2 separate regions of the Canis lupus genome follow, and region 2 is linked to region 1. A link is a contact called in public Hi-C data. All regions are on one chromosome and are shown on one strand. Each heading gives the region's core, a stretch centred on a gene start, on an enhancer-like site or on the middle of the called end of the contact. The rest is flanking DNA. Distances are from core to core; before and after follow the strand shown.

Region 1 (2,868 bases), core at 57-2,556:
AGGAAGAGATGGTGGCTAAAGCCGCAGAGCAGAGCTACTCAATACTGTTGGCCCAGAAAACCCTGCAGAGATGCATGCATACGTGTTCTCGTGTAACCAGGAAGTTTCCTCTCCATTTCCAAATACTCTGCCTTTTGGGTTCTTAGGAGTCATGACTCTAGAACTATTATGATGAATATAAGTTAACTACTTAAAAAAAGAAACTTGTATTATAAGTGTATTTTCCAATAATCATAGCATTTGGAGGTCCAGAATGGTACCCTCACACACACTCACCAAATGCAGAAATGTAGTTTGATTCAGTGGCCCTCAAATCCTAGGTATTTTGGCACTGTTAGGGCCATCATATGTGGGGTGGCAAGATATTATATATATGTATTATATATCTGTGTGTGTATATATATGTATATATATGTGTGTGTGTATCTACATACACACACACACACACACACACACAGGAATATTCTCTTCTCAGTGCTCCCACGTCTTATCCCTACCCTCCCTCCCCACAAAAGAGCTTTGGAAAAACAAGTTATGATTCACAAGGCTAGAGACTTGACCTAAAATATCCTTGTCTCTTGTAATCCTATCCCTACAGAGCCCAAATCCTAGAGAGATATGTCCAGGCTCAGATTTGCTCCGGGTTCAGTCCTGCCTGAGTTTGGGAACAGAACATGATTTAATGCCAGGACTGAAAACGAGGCCCAGGATGCTCGATTTCTGGTCGGGCCAGAGACATGGGCTCAGGGAGGATGCCAACGTGTTCGCACCCAGTGGAGACCTCGCCTGGGACATGTAGGACTGCAGCCAACAGCCGGTCAGCTGAGTGGAAGGGAGTGAAAGAAATGCAGCTCTTAATTAGTGAGTCGGGAGACACAGAATTACTCAGAGAAGCCCAAGAGTAAACTCATTTAATGCTTACAACAGACACTGGCTCCTCTGGCAAGGAAAGGAAACCTAAGCTTGCACAGAGGTCAGAGGTCGCGGACCATCCTGTCTCGGGGCTGCAGAGGGTGGGGCCGACCCGCAGCCTTCTCAGATCAGGTCCAGCAAGGTGAGCCCTTGGAGGGGGAAGCATCTCACTCCCCCCACTACCCCCCACCCCCCAGCCAACAGATTCCACAGTCCCTCCTCACACCACTGTCTCCTCCGAGGCACCCAACCCTCTCCTCCTCGGCCCCCCAACTAGTGGCCACGGCTGTCCTGGTCTTCCTCTCGGACTTCCTGGGGTGCCAAGGGCTCCCCTGCAGAGGTGGCAGGCTGCTCCTCTTGGGATTTGCCCAGGAAGGGCCCTGGCCCCGGTCGGGCCCCTCCGGCCAGCTGGGGGACGCCTGCAGAGGGTTGCCTGCTGCTCACCGCCGGGGCACAGGGGCCTGGGAACAGATCGGGCAAGTAGCCCTCACCTCCAGGGAGGGCACCCAGGGTCTGTGGACAGAAGGGACCGGGGAAAGGCAGTTCTGGCAAGCAAGGGTCATTCCAGGGGACTGCACCTGCGGGATGGATGGTACAGGGGGGTCAGACAGGATCAAGGGCATCCACTGCAGCTGAGCAGATCCGGCGACACCCCCCCCATCCTCCCCCAGAAACACAGCTGAGGCTCCCAGGGCCAGTGGGGGTAGAGTCCTAGCACCAGGAGCTCCCCTGGGGACCCGGCATGGCCCTGCCTCGGGGCTCCGTGGTCTGGTAACATCGAGGCGGGGTGGACGGCCGGGCAGGCCGAGGCCCTCCACGCAGGCAGCAGGGAGACTGCAAACCGCCCACACGGCTTCCTCCCCTTCTACTGGGGTGCAGCCTTAGCACGAGGGGTGCACCGGGTTCCAGAGGTCCAGTGGCTTGTCGGCCTGCTCAGGTCAGGGTCAGCCGCCGTCTACTCGGTCCCCTCCTATTCTTCTCCCCTCCTATTGTTTCTAACCCCCTGCACCCCCCCCCCCTCCCTGCAATGGGATTGCTATTCCCATGTCAGAGTCCAGGAGACTGAGACTCGGCAAAGCTGGGAGTGGCTGAGCTGCACCGCCGACTTCAGCCTCCTGACTCCTGAGCGCCCACTCTGCCCCGCGCCCCCAGGGAGCCACAGCCAAGCAGGGGTGCGGGAGAGGGGCTCGCTGGCCGCCGGCCCTGCTCGGCCCGCCCTTCCCACCCCCCTCGCGCCCTCCAGCGCCAACTCACCCACGTTCCCAGCAGGTGGCTGCAGCACCATCTGCCCCGACGGAGGGCCCCGGGAAGTAGCCCTGAGATAGGCCCGCGCCCGGGCCGAAGGGCGAGGTGAAGAGCGGGTCCTCGGGCAGTGGGGGCAGCAGGGGGTGGGGGGTGGGCAGCGGGAAGGGGTGCAGGAACGGGAACTGGGCTTGAGGCTGTTGGTAGAGCTGGCCCTGGGGCGCCTGGGAGAAGGGGAACGGCCCCGGCTGGGTGCCCGCTTGGTAGTCCTGGGGTTCCAGCTCTTCCAAGTATGAACAGGCGGGTGGTGGGGTGACGCTGTGGGGGCCAAAGGAGCATTTTGCGAGGCTCGGGGTGGCTTCCTCGTCGTTGCCGCCCCGTAGGTCAGTCCCTCCCCATCTCCAGGACCCCAGACTTGCTGCTTCCTCTCCTTTCTCTTCCTGTTCCTGGCTTCTCACCCTCCTTCCTGCCCTGTTGCGGTGATAGTCTAGATCTTTCCCACTTCAAATCCACTGGTGCTTTCAATCCTCATCGCGATTAGGACTCCTTGCTTCTCTCAGCTAACTCCCCCCTGCCCCTGCCCCAGCTCCATCTATCTTTTCTCCTTCTATACCCCTCCCAGGGTCCCCCATTAGGCTCCGTACCTTGTCCCCCAGGACCCACAGGGGCCTTCTTTGTGGCTGTTGTCACTGCCAGGAGTATCCAGCAGCAGAG
Region 2 (2,978 bases), core at 454-2,953, 50 kb before region 1:
GGATCTACGGCTGTTCATAACCTGAATGGCTGGCATTAGGACTATTCATAGTCCTTGGTAAACTTCAACTGAATGAACAAATAAATATTCATTATATTTACATTTCCACCCATAATTTATGGACCCAGGGCTAAGTGACCTTTCATTCCTTTAGGTTAGGGCATCTTATTGTCCATTAGATTTATCCAATTCTTGCTTTTAGTATGTTCTTATGTGATGGATATTAATAACTAAGAATATGTTATTGCTCTAAGTTCACAGAGAACAATGGAAAAAAACTAGGGCAGAAATATACAATAAACTATATATGATTTAAAACCCTAAATATTAAAAAAATCCTGAGGATGTTTATTCATTTCTACCCTAGGAAGCAGTGGTCACTGACTTCTCAAAGAAGGGTGAGAATTGCTGAGGCTCTGATTCTGGAAGGCCGGACGATGCTGGAGCCAGATGGGAAGCCATGTTAGGGTGTTGCCCTTGAAAACTGGCAAGAGGGTGTAGACAATTACGGGCAGTAACTACTGGAAATGATAGGGGTGGGAATCTGTGTGTGGTAGCTCGTTCACTTGCCACCTGAAATTAGCACCTGCAGCATTGCTGGCATGTGGACCAGGGATTGCCAACCACCAACCTACAGGATTGTTGTTTACTATTTGCTGTGAATGTAAAGTATCATCGTTAAATACGGGTTGTTGAGGACAGACAAAAACGAAAGGAGGTTGGAATGTAGTCCCACTGGATGACAGCAGAACTGGGTTTCCCCACCAGCAAGGAAGTGTCTTATGCTCCCTGCTTTTTTGACAAACTTTGTTGGCTCATTTTGATTTGTCTTTTTTTGTAACCCGTGTGTCTCTTTTATTATTATTATTATTTATGTTTTGAAATCATGTTTGATCAAAAGAAGAGGTGGATCTTTGAACAGACTTGGATTTAGTCCACAGAGTGCTGGTTCAGAGTTGGGATATCTGGGTCCTCATCTCAGTTCCCCTACTAACTCACTATGTGACCTTAGAAAAGTTGCTTAACTCTTCTAGCTTTCAGTTTCCTCACCGATAAAATGAAAAGTGGAACGAAACAATATTTAAGATTCTTTCTTATTTTCTCATTTTCTGTCTCTGTTGATTTCCTCACATTTCTTTGGAATTTGGATTTTCACTTTGTCAAAGGAATAAAGATTAAGTTCCATGCAGAGAAAACGAAGTGGACTCAAAGATAATTGAATATCCTGGGCCTTTAACATAGGAGGAACTCAAGAGTACCTGCTGAGTCAACGAGTGAGTTGAATATTTTGGTGCTCTGTTGAAAGTGCATACAGCTGGCTTAAATACGAAATGAAATGCCTACTCTTAGAAAAGTCAGTTTTATTAGCCTCCTGGGATCTTATTAAATATAACTTTCATTGGGAAAGGTTCTAGGACCAGAAACCAAACTTTATGTCTAATTTGGTATCTCGGTTGCCCACATTGTAAATAATAATTTTCATATCCAGTACTTACTGAGCACCTACTGGGTATTAGGCATTGTGCTGAGATATATGCATTATTATCTCATCTAAATTTATGACAATTCTATGAGTTAATTAGTTTAGTGCTTTCATTGCACAAATGGAAAAAGAAAGAAGGAAGGAAAAAGGAAGAAAGCAAGCACACAAACAGTAAGAACTTTGCTGTGATTACAAGTGTGTGACAGCCTGGGCTCTAATCCAGGTCAGCCTGACTCCAAAAACCACACCCATAACCAGTAAGCACACTGCCTCTCTATAGCCTAGGCCTGTAGAATCTTTTCCTATCATTAAGTAGCATTCAAGAAAATAAGCCTGAATGTTCTGAAAACACATTTTTAAAAAAGATAGAAATACATCTAAGAGTTTTTAATACATATATAATGAGCAAAATAGTAATATACACATCAGTTTTTTTTTAACTGGGCAAAAATTATATAGATATAAACAGAGACAAACCACTCATGAATATATGAGATGTACAGGCTCTCTAGTAATTAGGGAAATAAACTTTAAAGCATGAGATACCATTTTCTGCCCATCAAATGGGACAAAAATAAAAAGATTGATATTTTCTAGTGTTGCTGACTGTATGGGCAATAGTCTAGGTGGCAATATAATTTGATTTGGTACTAATTTGGGGATGTAGCTTCAAAACTTAAAGTTTGTACTCCTTTTAATGCAAGAACTCCAATTCTAGGAACATATCCTGCAGAAATATTCATATATGTGTGCAAAATATATACATGTACATTTATTTTAATTGAAGATTATTTATAATGGCAAAATGTTGCAGATGAGCTAATGTCCTTCACTGGCGGGTTTGTTAAATAAAATATCATAAATTTATACCACAAAACAGTATGCAACTATTAAAATAAGTTTTCTTTCTCTAGTGGGAAGAGAAGGGAAGATTCTCCTAAAATAAGTAAGTAAATGAAGTCATATTGATCTAGTACTTTCTCATTCATGTAGGGAAAAAGCTATTTGTGTGTGTGTGTGTGTGTTCAGGCATATTAAGGGACAGAAAAATGTTCAAAATGATAAACATTAAAAGGTTAAAGATGACTCTAAAATAGGAAGTGTACTATGGAAAATAATACTATACCATTAGAAAATTTTATTTATTTTTTATTTTTTTAAAAATAAATTTATTTTTTATTGGTGTTCAATTTACCAACATACAGAATAACACCCAGCGCTCATCCCGTCAAGTGCCCCCTTCAGTGCCCGTCACCCATTCACCCCCACCCCCCGCCCTCCTCCCCTTCCACCACCCCTAGTTCGTTTCCCAGAGTTAGCAGTCTTTATGTTCTGTCTCCCTTTCTGATATTTCCCACACATTTCTTCTCCCTTCCCTTATACTCCCTTTCACTATTATTTATATTCCCCAAATGAATGAGACCATATAATGTTTGTCCTTCTCTGATTGACTTATTTCACTCAGCATAATACCCTCCAGTTCCATCCACGTTGA

What was found. Hi-C and Micro-C count contacts between places; a contact is called where the count stands out from the background.
Region 2: a contact with region 1 is called in a Hi-C map of skin fibroblasts, with 1.8 times the contacts expected there. The contact joins two enhancer-like sites. A contact is called at or near these places in 2 of 9 Hi-C or Micro-C datasets (amygdala and skin fibroblasts).

Annotation. Positions count from the first base shown.
Region 1 is chr16:5,358,524-5,361,391 of UU_Cfam_GSD_1.0, reverse strand. It overlaps NOBOX (homeobox protein NOBOX), which reads right to left. Exons shown (of 9, transcript XM_038560560.1): 6 at 2,799-2,868; 7 at 2,208-2,472; 8 at 2,167-2,206; 9 at 903-1,490. The coding sequence ends at 1,186. Among named protein-coding and RNA genes, the nearest start is that of NOBOX, 5.8 kb to the right of the region's middle. Within about 2 kb of position 1,306, at least 3 of the 20 cell types and tissues checked have an H3K27ac peak or open chromatin away from gene starts, as enhancers often do.
Region 2 is chr16:5,409,241-5,412,218 of UU_Cfam_GSD_1.0, reverse strand. No RefSeq gene overlaps it. Among named protein-coding and RNA genes, the nearest start is that of OR2A9B, 6.0 kb to the left of the region's middle. Within about 2 kb of position 1,703, at least 2 of the 20 cell types and tissues checked have an H3K27ac peak or open chromatin away from gene starts, as enhancers often do.